Linked DNA regions of Dromaius novaehollandiae: region 2 is linked to region 1. Evidence: chromatin contacts called from public Hi-C data. All regions are on one chromosome and are shown on one strand. Each heading gives the region's core, a stretch centred on a gene start, on an enhancer-like site or on the middle of the called end of the contact. The rest is flanking DNA. Distances are from core to core; before and after follow the strand shown. Region 1 holds the start of ANOS1 (anosmin 1). Region 2 overlaps LOC112989574 (a long non-coding RNA gene).

Region 1 (6,984 bases), core at 3,009-5,508:
CAGTTGAGCTTTTTACCTAGTAGTAGTTACTATAAAGCTAGATTCACACAGAAACTTTGGATGCATCAAAGTAGAATCCAACAGCCTGACTTCTTCCTGTATATCAGCCAAAAAGCTGAGAAAGGAACTGCCTTAACTCTACTCATTTGAAAATACTGAGGGAATGGATGTATTCAGTGCCAGCACTGTTCTTTACAACCTCAGTTCCTAAAACAGCATGCCTTCTTCCACACAGGATCCATAGCCTTGAGGCTTCTCATAGAGTCAGGCACTTTAGCCCTTCCCTTCTTTCTAAAACAGAGGAGGAATCACCCCTCCTTTCTTACAAGCACAGCTTTTGGCTTTCTCACTTACACACAGACATGCTCTTTTAGACAGCAGCCCAGTGGGTAGAACACTTACAATACAGGACAGTCAGGTTCAAATCTGTGTCTTTTCCACCACAGACAGGCCACTTGACTGCCATGCTCTTACTTGCTCCAAGAACACTCTGGTCTTCTTCCCCTGTTCAGGTGATTTGTAGACAACAATGATAATCAATTTTGCCAGAAACAAAGCACAGAAGTAGGTACCCTACTTTACCTGTTAATGCAGTCACCTAGGAGCAAGGACAGGTTCTAGTGAATGCTCCAATTACTCCCTCATACCTTTTATACAACAGTCACTGCAGCAGAGGCTAAAACCCACATCTCAATACTCTCCACACAAAAAAAATAAATGAGTATCCTAAACATTAGGCTAGAGTGCCTCATTCTCTTTTCCCTACTCTTTCTCCTCACAGGACAATGAATTGTCCATTCTCTGCTGTCCAGCAGCCCAAGCTCTACAGGTCAGATAAAAATGTTATCATTCCCCAAAAGCCAAAAATAACCTGAAGCCCAGTGCTGCACAAGACAGATGTCGGAGCCCCTTCATTCAGAGACTGAACATCTTTCTCTAATGTGGATGAGGACTATAATTAACAATACAAAAGAAGAAACAACGATGACCCATTCTGCTTACAGTTTATGTTTTGTTTTGTTTTGAAAGCACTTTGTGCCAGCATGTTTGGTATGGAACTTCTCAGTCTATAGACAGGTCATATATAGATATAAAAATATATATTTTATTGGGCTATAAGGACCACGTGGTGTGATATTTCCCATATGGATCCGTAATGTCCTTTGGTGTGACCTCTACCTAGAACTGCCCAACGCTGTTAAAATAGAAAAACTCCTGGCCATGGGAATTTTATGGCAAATAACAGGCATCTGTGCTTGCTCAGCAGGCATTCTGAAGATCATAGACTTTTGATTTAGCTGATTAATTCTTCTTCTAGCCCACATCAATAGCCTACAGTACTAAAAAAAAAAAGTAAAGTCTCTGACCTGTGCATTGGTTAAAATAATTTCCTAGTGAGAATGTACCTTTAAAACCGGGTTTAGAACTGCTTCGGAGAAGTAACATAAAAATAAATAAATAAAACAGAACATCTCTCTTGGCCCTGCCAGAAATAAGGATAGTAAATAAAAATGACTGAAAATTCTCTTTGTAAGAAAAAGAATGAAAATCTCCTGTAAACATTTTGGGAATTTGAAAAATTACCAGCTGGCATTCAAATAAGGGAGCCTGTAGTTATAGACCTACACCTGTTTTCCTGTTCATACTACTTGATACCCCATTCCCTGTAAAAGTCTGTTACTGATGTCTTTTTGGTACTGTGAACTATTTCTCCGAAATGTGGGAGAGTCACCTTCCACGCAGCATCAAGCTGCTGTCGTCCTCATCCCCACCACTAAGGCAGTATCTAAAGCAAGGCTGGTGAAGCGAGTGGGTCACTCTTCTTTCAAGTCCTGTTCTAACTGGGAGACACTGGAGTTCCTTCCTGCTCCCGTTGGGACGAGCTAGTGTTTGGTTCACTTCAAAGGCTGAATCAGATTACAAGATAATTGGGCATCTCTGCAATGAAAAGAACTCCAGAAATTGCTACCAGTTGAGACCAAAATGGGGGGAGGGGATAAAAAGAGGAAGAAGAAAAGGGGAGGAAGGAAACATTCTTTACCATCATGGAATAATACAGAGCAGACCTGCGTGACCTACAGTGCACTGTGTATTATCAGTCTCTGAGAGCATCCACTGCTCACTGTACTCTAAAAGCTCCCTCCCTTCCCTCATTAAAAGACAATGGAAAGCTTAACTTTTATAAGCCAGACTACTTTATCTTCCAAACGTTGCAGTTGTTTCATGTCTACCAGGACTTTAATCCCTCGTAATTTAGATAAATTACCTTGTGCTTTAGCAGGTTGGGGTTAAAACCCGAAGATTTGCAACTGATTACAAAAAAAACAAACAAACAAAAAAACCCACAGTTATTGACTCCTAACTGAGTAATTTGCAGTTTATTTCATCCCTGGCTAATTAAAATGTAATCACTATTGTTTGGCAGTGCATTCTGTCCGCAGTTTTACGTCGGAAAAGAAATCATGCCAAGACGACACAAAAAAAACCTTTCACTAGGAATTGGCTTGATCTAAACTGCCTCTTTAGCCACTGAAACTGTAAAACAAGTCGGTTACAATCGCCTGACAACGCAATAAAAAACAATACTAATCCCTCTTCAAGATAATGAACTGCTTTAATGAGTCCCCTCCTTTCGAGGCATCCCGCGAAGCGGAGACCACATTCACAGGAAGCGCTGCGCTGCCCCAGACGCAGCGGAGCTGCCGGCTAAGCCGCCGCGGGCGCGGCGCGGGGAGTTGCCGCAGGTCCTGGCGTCGCGCAGGCAGGCGGACCAGCGCCTCCTCCGCGCCGCCTCGAGGTGCGCGCCCGGCCCGCCTAGCGCAGACACAGGCACCGAGCAAGTCCCGCTGAAACAGGGCACGTTCGGCTTTTCTTTCCGTTTTTTTTTTTCTAAATCGGGTTATCCTTCAATGTCTCTCTGCATGCCAACACCTTAGCCCTCAGAGCTGCTTTGCGCAAACATTTATGCGAGTAGTTTTGGTTTATAATTCACAAGAAGGCACAAGGGAAGCAAGAAGCGCGTCCCCGCTTAGTCCCCTTCACGTTGCAGAGACGCGCTATCCCGAAAGGTGGAGGTGGCTCCGTTTCCTCCCGGTTCCCTTCCTAAAAGGGGCTGGGAGGGAGGCAGCGCAGGCAGTCCAGAAGGGTTTCCATCGTTTCTTCGGGTCGGGTCGGCTGAATACTTGCACAAAGCAGAACAGTTGGGGAGGAGAGCAGGGAAAGGTGCATAACTGGAGGTGGGAAACGAGGGGCGCACATCCCTGCTGTCACACCACCTCCCGCGCTGCTTCAGCAGCTTTCACGGCTCCCTCTCTCTCCGCGCGGTCCATTTTATCTTATTCCCCCAACTCCATCCCCATTTTACCATCTCGTCAGGCACAAGCGTGTCCCTCTGTTTCAGAAATCATGCCTTGCCCCCGCCCTCACCTCCCAGGAGACCGCGGCTAAGCAGTACACGTTCCTGAGCATCAGTCTTAGAAAAAAAAATTAATAAAACTCAAACTTTGCAAGCGGCTTCGCGACGCCAAGCTCCCGACGCGCCTGCGGGAGCGGCGGGACGGGCAGCCCTCGCATCGCCGCGGAGCCCCTCGCCGGGCTCCCGCCGCGGCATCGCCCCGCCACCGCCGAGAGCACCTGTGGGCAGCGCCGTGCCGCCCCCGGTCTCCCCGTGCCGGGGCGAGCGTGTCACCGGGCGCGGCGGCAGCCTGCGGGCGAGCCCCGCGCCCTGCCGCAGAGCGGGGACGAGCCAGGCGGCCGCATCTGCCTCCGCCCGCCGTGCCGGGGCCCAGCGGCGCCCGCCCGCCCGCCGCGCAGGGTGACGGCGACGGGACGTCCCTCGGCGGCGCCATGCCCCTACCTGGAAATGCTTGAAGAAGGCGGAGATGCGAGTGATCTGCAGGCTCAGGCACCTGGAGGAGCATCTGGCCGCCGAGAAAGCCTCCTCCTGCCTGCGGGCAGCGGCGGCCGCGCCAGCCGCCGGCCCGGCGGGGCTGCCGCAGGCGGCCGTTACCCAGAGCAGCAGGGTCAGGGACGCGCCGGGCGCCCCGCGCACCATCGCACCGCGGGGCAGGCAGCGGGCGGCCGGGCCGGCGGGTGCGGAGGAGAGCGGGAGGCGGCGGCAGGGTCCCGTTCGCCGGGCGGTGCCGGGCTGCACTGGGTGCAGGAGCCTCCGCGCCGCGGAAACTAAACAAGAAAAGTTCAATCGCCCAACTCCGCTCGCCCCCGCCCGCCCCTCCGACCTCCCCTCCCCGGCCCACACCCCTCCCCCGCTCGCGGCAGGGGAGGGCCGCGGCTGACAGGCGGCTGCGCCATTGGCTGCGCCGCGCCGGAGTGACGGGACGGGGCGGGCGGGCTGTGCCGCCGCAGGCAGGTCGCGTCGCCGGCGGGTCGGCTCGGCAGCGCTCGCCCCCACCTGTGGGGCAGCGCCTGCTGAGCTGCCACCCTACGCCTCCACACACACGCACACACACACACGGTCGGAGTGGCCATGCAGGGCGCTCGGTTCGGCTCGGCTGGCGCCCACCTGGGCGCCGGGGACAGGCAGCCCCGCGCCGCTGGCACCGACCGTTAGCGGAGGGCTCCGGCGCCCAACGGTCGCGCCGTGCGAAGCCCTGAGCGGCCCGTCGCGCTGCCCTCCGCTCCGCTCGCAGCACGGCCCGCTCGTGGTTTGCGTTTCAGCAGCCTTGCCTCAGCCTGGCTAGGTGTGCGGGAAGTGGCTGAGCTGCCGTCCCTTGGAGTCTGATTTGTATTACGGACTTCTTTTTTTCTTTCTTAAGCGGGGGGAAAGTATGTGGTGAAGTTCTTGAAACTCCTTGTTTTTTGACAGAGAACCGAGTGCCGTGGTAAGCCCTTTTCTCAAGGTGAAAGCCGTAAAATCTTCCCTGATGAGTTACTTAAGAATGAAAATTTTCAATTCTTTAGTCCAATACCTTTGGGTAAATAGCTGCAAAATTGTAATAATGTCTTGAGCTTTAAAATGGCTACTCTACAGTATACAACAAGTATGCTCTTTCTCTGCTTTTTTAGTTCCTGTGCTGAAAGCGCATGCCACAGCATATAGCACAGAGGTTACATACTACATTCCTCTTCTGAAGTACAATACATGAACTCCTCCGGTTGCAATTATGTGCTACCAGAAGGAGCAAGTGAATCTTTTCTGCCTGCAATCTGTCGATTGATCTTCCTGAACTTGGAGATCTCAAGGTCGTATCAGCTGAAATAAGTAGTCTTTAGGCCACTTCAGGAACTATAAATAGTAGTTTAATGTGGTTATAGAACACTATATTAAATGGACTGCAGGAGTCTTCTTTGCTGAAACAGGCTTTAGCACAAGTTAAGTGCACATTGAGAAAATCTCCTAAAACAAAATGCAGCAAGGTCTTTGACCAATCTTGCTTATACTAATTTTACGCCTGGGTATAATCCTTCTCTTTATGGATGTCCTGAAATACACAAATGCAAAATAAAACATATTCCCCAAGGTCATCTTTTTAAGGAGTATGTGCATACACTTTCCATACACGTACAGATATGTAAAATGAAACCGAAGCATGTAGACCTTTGTTAAACCCAAACTAAGGAATTGGTTCTAGACGTAATTTTACTAACTTATCATAAATAACCACAGAGTAAAACAAGAACAGAGTTCTTGTCACAAGCATTTGCGACATATAATAGGAAGTGAGACAAAGTTTAAATATTATTTTGCAGCTTACAGTGGCTGAGCCAAGTTCTCCTGTCAGTTGACTAGAAATCTTCACTTGAAAGAAGCCAGTAGGCCAGATTCACTCCTGCAGGTGCTAACAAATTGAAATGACAATTTGTGTCCATCAGTGCTTGAGGGAGCACAGTTACCAGAAGACGAGGTCAGCTGCTACTTGCATAGACATTGCCCCAGTGCTTGCACTGTGTAAGCATTTTCCACAGGCTATTTTGGAAGTGCCCTGGTTAGGCAAGGAAGACTGTTTCAGCTATACTTCCAGAAGTCTTCCTCATCTTTGGAGTTGCAGTGACTACTTACCACTTTTAATGAACAGAGGTCACTCACTGGTAGCTCAAAAACAGTTCCCAATTCTGAATGATTTCCTCCCACTGGAGAACCAGTTAGGGTTCTGCTGACAGCAGCTAATGCACTTATCCTAATCCAGCACCTCTGTATTTAAAAAGAAAACACGTTCACATTATAGAACAGCATAAAAGTAAAAGTGTGGCCCTAGCAGTATTGTGACAAATAGCGATGAGCCCATTCAGGCCTAAATATTATGTTCAGGACTTCCCACTTTCTATCTGACTAACTTTCAGGAAGGCTTTATTAAACCTTGACTAAAAATTTGGCAACCTCTTTCCCTGAGTCAGGAAAAGAAAATTGCTTAGCTGATTCGTAGTGTTTAGAGGTATACTAAATGTTTTCAACTGCCATATTTTAGTAGATAATAAGAAATGCCTGAGAAAATATGTAACTATCTATAAATCCAGAGAGGGCAGATGGTTCTATAGATATATCCCCAGTGTTAATGCTAATGCAATTTATGTGACATGTTAGAAACCCCAGCTTTAACTAAAAGGGTATGAATTCAGTTTCTTTTGTATAAAGTCTAGTAGCAAAGGGCACAGAGCCCTTAATAATTAAAAAGTTCATGAATACACAGTTTACTCAGTTGTTTGTGTTTGAAAGGTCATGGTTACAGAGATCATCAGCACAGTCTGTGAGTTCCTTTTAAGTGAAGGCTGACTTGGTTAGCACACAAAAGACTGGCTGTTCAATTCCAGTAAAACTGAATTCACACAGGAGCTGTGCCCTTACATGGAGATTAAGAAACAGGCTTAGTTCCTCAAGAATTTTGTAGGTAATCAAAAACCACTATGGGCTAAATAACTGATAGACTAATAAGATATACAGGTTTGTAAATACACTTGTATTAAGGAGGTGTACTAAGGAGTTTGACATATGGAAGTAAATGAGATATACAAACCAACAAATCTTTG
Region 2 (6,984 bases), core at 1,824-4,323, 510 kb before region 1:
GCAGCTGAATCACCATCCTCTTAATTTACTGTCGCAACTATATAGAAGCATTTTCATTGGTAGGACAGGTTATTGCATAAAGACATCAGTTTAGTAGTTTTTAGATATCACATTTCACATTTTTGGGTGCAGGGAACCATGCCTACAGACTGAGATGGAAGAGAAAGCACTGCCTCCTCTGTGTTACATATATGTGTGATGGATACATTTGAAGCTGTATTTGTCCCTGCATGAAGACTGCGTGTGTCACACAAAAAATGAAGAAACCTTCCCTTGGATCCACTCCTTCTTACTTCGACCTTGGCCTTTTCTGGTGTGATTATGTTGTAATTACTTCATGGAGCTTCAGCTTAATGTGTTTCCAGAGTTTAATGCAGTAGGAAACATGTCACTTCAACTAACGTAATCAAATATTACCTATGAACAGCAATCATGATATCTCCTTGCTCTTTCCCATTTTTGACATGCTTACTTCATCAAGCTGCTAGTCTGAACAATTTTCACAAATCTCCCAATTTATCTAGTTATAACAGTGTGATTAGGATAGACAAGTGATCTGAGACCATGTAATCACTGTAATGATGCCATGTTGGATGACTTCAAGCCTCCACCTCGGTCTCAGAGGTTGACATTGTCTCCTCAGTTTTTTCGATCATCTGTTCCATAGTTCCCTATCTGAATCTATCAGGGGGGATGAGCATCCATTATTTGACAAAGTCTGTTCTGAAATATAATGCTAATCAATTAAAGTCAGTGATCCAGCTTCATGTTTAACATACATTGGTGATATCCTCCTAAACAGGGGTAGGTAGTTCACAAAACCTAGTATTCTGAGATACTTTATATACTTTTTCTCTTCTGTCCATTTAAGAAAAATAATAACAAGATGCAGTTCATTTGAGACTGAGGACAGAAGTTTTGGTTTCAAACTTAAGTAGAGTACCATCTCATTCCCCTCCAGTTTAAATCTTTTGAGAATATAGGCTGAGACACAAGTTTTCACTAACCCCTGTGAGGTCCTTTGTTCTGTCTTATGTGTATTCTCGATCTAAGATACAGCATATATAACTCTCTTCTTCCTCTGTCTTCTGTTTTCTATTTTATATGTCTGTTATGTGATTCAAACAGTACTTTGCAATTAACAGGGTTTTTAGAAACTCCGATAAAATGCTCCACTCCGAGAGATAAAGAAAATACTATAGAGAAACAGAGGATCTTTTATACCTGCAGGGGGCATTGCAATACAAAGAAAGGGAGCAATGGAAGCTGGCAAGGCTTTTCAACCAATTTGTCTGATAAAATTTTATGATATTTGCCTATCAGATTTGGACTCTTCCCCCCCCTCCCCCCACAAAATAGCAATAGATGTATATTGAAGACATTAATGAACTTTTTCTCCACTGTTTCTGAAGGAACATTAGGAAGAGGATTTAAATTACATTGTGAAGGACGCTCTTCAGTATTCTTGCACCTACTGATATAGATGAGGATGATTGGGATGATGCTGTTAAAATGGGATATAGCAAAAAAAGATACAGTTTCTTTAGTATTTCATCAAGAGTTTGTAAGTGACCTACTAATAACATTTCAAACATCTTCCCTAATGTGATGATTCTAATTAGCCTGTAGATCTTATGAATCTCTCTCTGTCACTATAACTTTTTATAGCTATAACTATATATACAGTTATCTAGAGAGAGAGACAGGAAATGAGAAATCGCATCTCAGTTGGCAAGCAGTTCTAGTTAGGTAAGGTGTTATTCTTATGTACATATATGAGAGTGCTGTTGGAAAACTCACTTTCTAGAATTCATTAAATATAGCTTTCATTACGTATTGTTTATAGTAGGATTTTGCAGACATTATAACCTATAATGTGTGTAACCCAGTTCATGTAACTTTTTCACTGATAAGGAATGGATTCTTACAGATGTAAACATTGGGATTATGGAACAAAGCTCCTAAAATAGCTAAAACGTGTACATATGATTATGTATGCAAGCCAAATATGGTGATCAAATGGCCTGTTAGAGATGTCATCAACACTATGTGAACCATTCTCTTTGCTTCTTACTTATGGGAAATCTTTCTCCTTAGAAGCTGACAAGAAAGCTGCAACTGTCAGCAAAAAGGGAAGGCCGGACTTGAGAGCTGTCACTGGGAGGAAAAAGATCATTAGAGGAACTCACTAACCACTCACAATGAAGAGGCTAAACATACTCCATAGGTATAGTAATATAGCTATAGTGGTAACTACATGATTGACTGTAGTTCTATGCAGTTTCAGCTTACTTTACTCCCTTTCACTCCTAAAATGCCAATTCCTGTCTCTCCTCCCTTCTCACAGTAGCAGTCAAATTATAATGACATATGTGTTAGTTGTAGTGTGATTTATGGTAGCAGGATGTTATCCTTTCAAAATGGAGTCAGTCTTCCTTGCAAATTCGTTTGGACACAGTTATGCTGAGGGAAAATGAAAGAAATGGTAGAATAATCATAAATTAGAGGCTTAACTGAAGGGAGATCATTTTTATTTCCAGGATTTAATTTTATCTGTAAACTCCTTATAAACTATATTGATTTGCTGGCTACTTCTTTGCAATCTTAAAGGAAAGGTTTGACACCTTGTCCCTGCTGTTCAGCATGTTGTGATTATTCCTTGATAAATTGCAATAACCTTTATGTTCTTCTTGCATCAGATCCCTATCTCTACCTTGTCAAAACTGAATGAAAGGCCATTAGAATTTGCTTACTATTTTTTTCTTCATTAGTGTTTCATACTTTTGGTAGCACTTTTTATAGCACTGTAAAGAAGAAAACATTGATTTGCTTTTACCCATTTTCTTCTTTCTTTGACACTGTTATAAAAAAAAAAAAAACAGGGATGTATTACTGTTCGGCATGGCCTAGCTTCAGATAACCCAAAGGAAAATATGTTATCCACTCAAAAACAGTGATGTTATCTGTTTCAGATGTGTGCTTAAGTTATACAAATTTCTTAACTGACATAACTTCCACATTTTTAAAGCTAGTTATAGAGCTACACATTGCCCCACCAGTTTGTTCAGGCAAGTCTGTACTTCTGTGTATAAGTGCCTCTTCACTTAGTCATCCGTATTCCATTAAGAGCCCTCTAGACTGAAAGCAGATGTATTTTTTTTTTTTAATGCTTAACAGAGCAACTGGTAAGTATCATAGCTGCAAACATTATGATGATCAAAGTAGGTTTCTATGACTATTTTTGATCTATGTACCATTTCCAAAATGAGAAAATAGAGGAAGGAGGGAGATTTTGATAGCATTCACTAAATGAAAGCTAGCCAAATAGTGAACAATATGAAACAGCTTAATTCCTAATTAGTTAAAGATTTGCTTGCTTCATCTGGACCTCACTTGTTACTGATGTAATAATGCTTATGCTTGGAAGGGAACAGATACCACTAAGTTTCTTTAGATGACAGAGGGAAGAGTCATCACCTCTTGACACATATTTGTTATAGTTTCCCTTTTGGTCTGGAGGTGTTAAAGGTCAGGGCTCTGGCATTCAGGTTGAATCTCAAGAATTCATACTTGAAGCTTTGGCTTAAAATACATTTTCCACATTTACCACAATATGAAGCCCTTTACAAGTGTTGTGTGAATAGGATAATTATTTCTTTGTTCATGGGGACATGACAAGACCCAAAACTTAGAACTTTACGGACAAGGATGATGGAATAGAAAATTACAAATACAAGTCTATTTGTTGTCATAGAGTATTTCCATTTTGTATCACTTTGGAGGCCTCCAGCTCACCTCTTTGCCCTCCATTAGAGAAAGACATACCAAGGCAAATGTAGTACAATAAAGTGAAAAGAGAAAATATGCATCTTTTTTTAAAAAAATGGTGTTTACTTATAGTAGTAAGTTACGGACAAGATTCTTCAATGCTCAAATCCTTTAAGCTAGAGTGATATCTATTTAAAAGATATGCTGCAAATCAGGAAGATGTAAGTGATTTACTAAATCTTTTATTATTGAATGTGAAAGGAATCCAAAAGCTAACATTATAAAATCATAATGTCCTTCGTTAACTATAAAATACTTCGTCATTTGATGTAGATCCAAACGTGTGCATTTTTCACACTAGTCTGGTGTGGTAATTGCATTTGACTAATGTATTTTTAGCACAAAGACAATTGTAGATTTAATTCTCCAATGAAAAGTAGTCTGTCACTCCTCAATATTATTATAGTAGGATCTATACCTAGAACAGTAATATCAGAAGACAAATTTGGGGAAAATTTGTTAAATTTTTGAACCTTGAGTTAGCTGATCAATGGCCAAAAAAGTGTTAATACTGTCAGTGCTTTGCAGTAGGGGTCTTTAGTAGCAACCCACAGAAAAATCTCTTGAATCCAGAAGCTGTCCTTTTTTCTGTCTCACATGAGCTTGAGATGTGACTCTCACTGTTGTTTTTTGTTTTTCCTTATTATTGCTATTGCCAAGGATCCAACAATTAGCCACAGTGAACAACACTGATTTTCTGTAGTGATTGTTACCCACAGCACTTTGAAATAACCACTCTACCTCACTGGTAATCCCACAATCCTATTAGATCTTTAGATCTGCCAGTCTTCCACATACTAAAGATAACCTTCCTGGGATAGAGATTTAACAACTCTTGTTTCTTTTCTTCATTTTTGGGAGAATTCAAGGCACATTTCCTTCTCATAGGGAACTTGCTTGCCTTCAGCTAGTCAGCCCACAAAGAACTGATTCTTTTACTTCCTTCTTAAACTGTATTGCATTAGATGGTGGCAGAAGCCACAAGACTAGTATCTGGCATATTACAAAGTAGCCTAGTATCTTGGCTAGAGGGGAAGAACATTAAAAAAAGGAGCACTTAGAACAGTGAGAGCATTTCTGCTGAAAGATCTCATGTTACTTTTGTAGGATCGCAATAGAAGAGGTCTTCAGCATGTTTCACCGATGTGCGATGAATCCAGAGGATTTGGCAAGAGGAAGGGTGAGAATTACCTAAGGCCTGATAGGAACAAGACATGTCATTTCATGAGAAATAAAGCTCATCCTTTGTCCTAGTCTTTAAGCCAGGTGTGGAATCAAGGAAGTGAATCATGCAAGAGAGTCACACACATAGTTGCTACAAGTCTCTTGGAGAAAGACACTATTTTGTAGTTAGGTGCCGATGACAGAAGGAAGTACAGATATTGACGGCAAGCCAATCCCTGATATCTTAGACCACAACAGAAAGTAACCCAGATTCCAGAGCTTTGATTACTCATGTCTCTAGGCAGCCAAGCCCCGTAGTCTGACATATTTCCCTTCTGTCAAAGAAGAATAAGTAGATTATTCCAACCTTCTCCATAAAAGTTTCTTCATTCCTTTCTCTACTCTCCCTTTCAGTTCACTTTTAACCCATTCCTTGGTCTACATAAGTCTTCTCCACGGCAGGATCCTTTCCTCCAAGAAGGAGCATTCTCTGCTGAAATGGCCTTCTAGCATTGTACAGAGTGGTTGAAATGCTTCAGAAGTGTACTAGTCAGGTGCAGGCCCAGTCACCTGACTCCGTAGTTCCCTTGATGCTTCATGAGGCAAAAGGGCTGAAAGAGAATCAGGTGTAAACAAAGCACTTACGGGAAATCTTAAAGGCTGTTCGGAAAAACACTTTTCAGGATAGTAGTGAGTCCTCCTTTCAGCCCCTTGCACAGCAAAGGAAAAATCGACTTGTGGCCAGAAAGTTAACACATATATTGCAAGGAGATTTCAGACTTTAATATGAGAAGCATATAGTCCTTCCTCTTAAAAATATCAGTAGCTACCTCATAGAAGAAAAATGATGTTTTACTCTTTCCTGGAATATATAGTTCCTTATTGGCCTAAGTAAGTCATGATCACATTTCCAAAACACATTATTAAAATTTACTAAATGGCATAAAATGTATAATATTTGTCTTGTATTTAAAGATTTTTTGTACATTGAGACAGCTAGTATCAACTAGTGAAACTTAATTTTTCACAAGGTAAGAGCTGGCTTATGCCAGGCATGGTGTGAATATGAATATGTTTGCCTGTCTGTGACTTGACATTATATAGTAAAAACTGCAACTATTTCCTCAGATGGTAAGGAACAGCCACAAAAGAATGCAGTCAGTTTGTGGTTATGGATTAGGCAAAGGGTATTCAGAAAAACAGGATGCTCAACAGTCACACATTTACATGAATGGTGTCATATTTCAAATGTAATTTTCAGTAAAACAGAAGTCCTCAGAGAGGAGTTAAAGCTTACGGATGACTGGAGGCAGACATTTTGGCAGTTCCAACTCATAGACTGGATTTCTAGAGCATACACACATAAAAATAAGATTTAGTTGTATTACTTGAAGTAATTATTTTTGAATCCTACAGCTATTCATATTATAAAAATATTTCACCCAAAGTAATGAATCCAGAGAAGTGGTTTTATTCCAGTTGCATTGTCCAGCTTTCTGACAGACTTCTCAGTCAATGACCTACTTAATATTCTTCATTAATATGGAACTCAGATCACATATATATGATAATAGAGAAAGGAACTTATAGTTCACACATGCTCTGGTTTTCTTAGAATGGAAAAAAAGGCTTCACATGCTCTGGTTTTCTTAGAATGGAAAACAAGGCTTCCATGCCACATGCTGTTACTTACACATGAGCTGAGAACCAGGTCTTGTGATCCAGGAAATTCTGTGGTATGCCCTGGCAAATAAGTGTTGTTGCAGAGAAGTCAGTCTTCTGCATCTGTCTCTGAGGAAGGTACAGTTTTTGATGGATTTATTAATAAGGAATGGAGATGAAGACTTGGATGTTCAGTGTTTAATTAATCAAAAATCCAGATGAATTTTCAAACTACTTGGTACTTTTAATTCTGTCATCCTGCCTTTCTGTCCTCTTCTTTCATCTGCCAAGGCTAGTTTGATCCTTCAATCTTATTCTCCCTTCTCATTT

What was found. A called contact is a pair of places that touch in the nucleus more often than the background predicts.
Region 2: a contact with region 1 is called in a Hi-C map of brain, with 4 times the contacts expected there. The contact joins the enhancer-like site here to the promoter of ANOS1 in region 1. A contact is called at or near these places in 2 of 4 Hi-C or Micro-C datasets (brain and liver).

The regions. Positions count from the first base shown.
Region 1 is chr1:140,364,018-140,371,001 of bDroNov1.hap1, reverse strand. It overlaps ANOS1 (anosmin 1), which reads right to left and starts at 4,258. Exons shown (of 14, transcript XM_064500789.1): 1 at 3,857-4,258. The coding sequence starts at 4,054.
Region 2 is chr1:140,870,955-140,877,938 of bDroNov1.hap1, reverse strand. LOC112989574 (a long non-coding RNA gene) reads left to right here. Exons shown (of 13, transcript XR_010385830.1): 8 at 133-315; 9 at 2,098-2,227. Among named protein-coding and RNA genes, the nearest start is that of PNPLA4, 23 kb to the left of the region's middle. Within about 2 kb of position 3,073, at least 1 of the 2 cell types and tissues checked has open chromatin away from gene starts, as enhancers often do.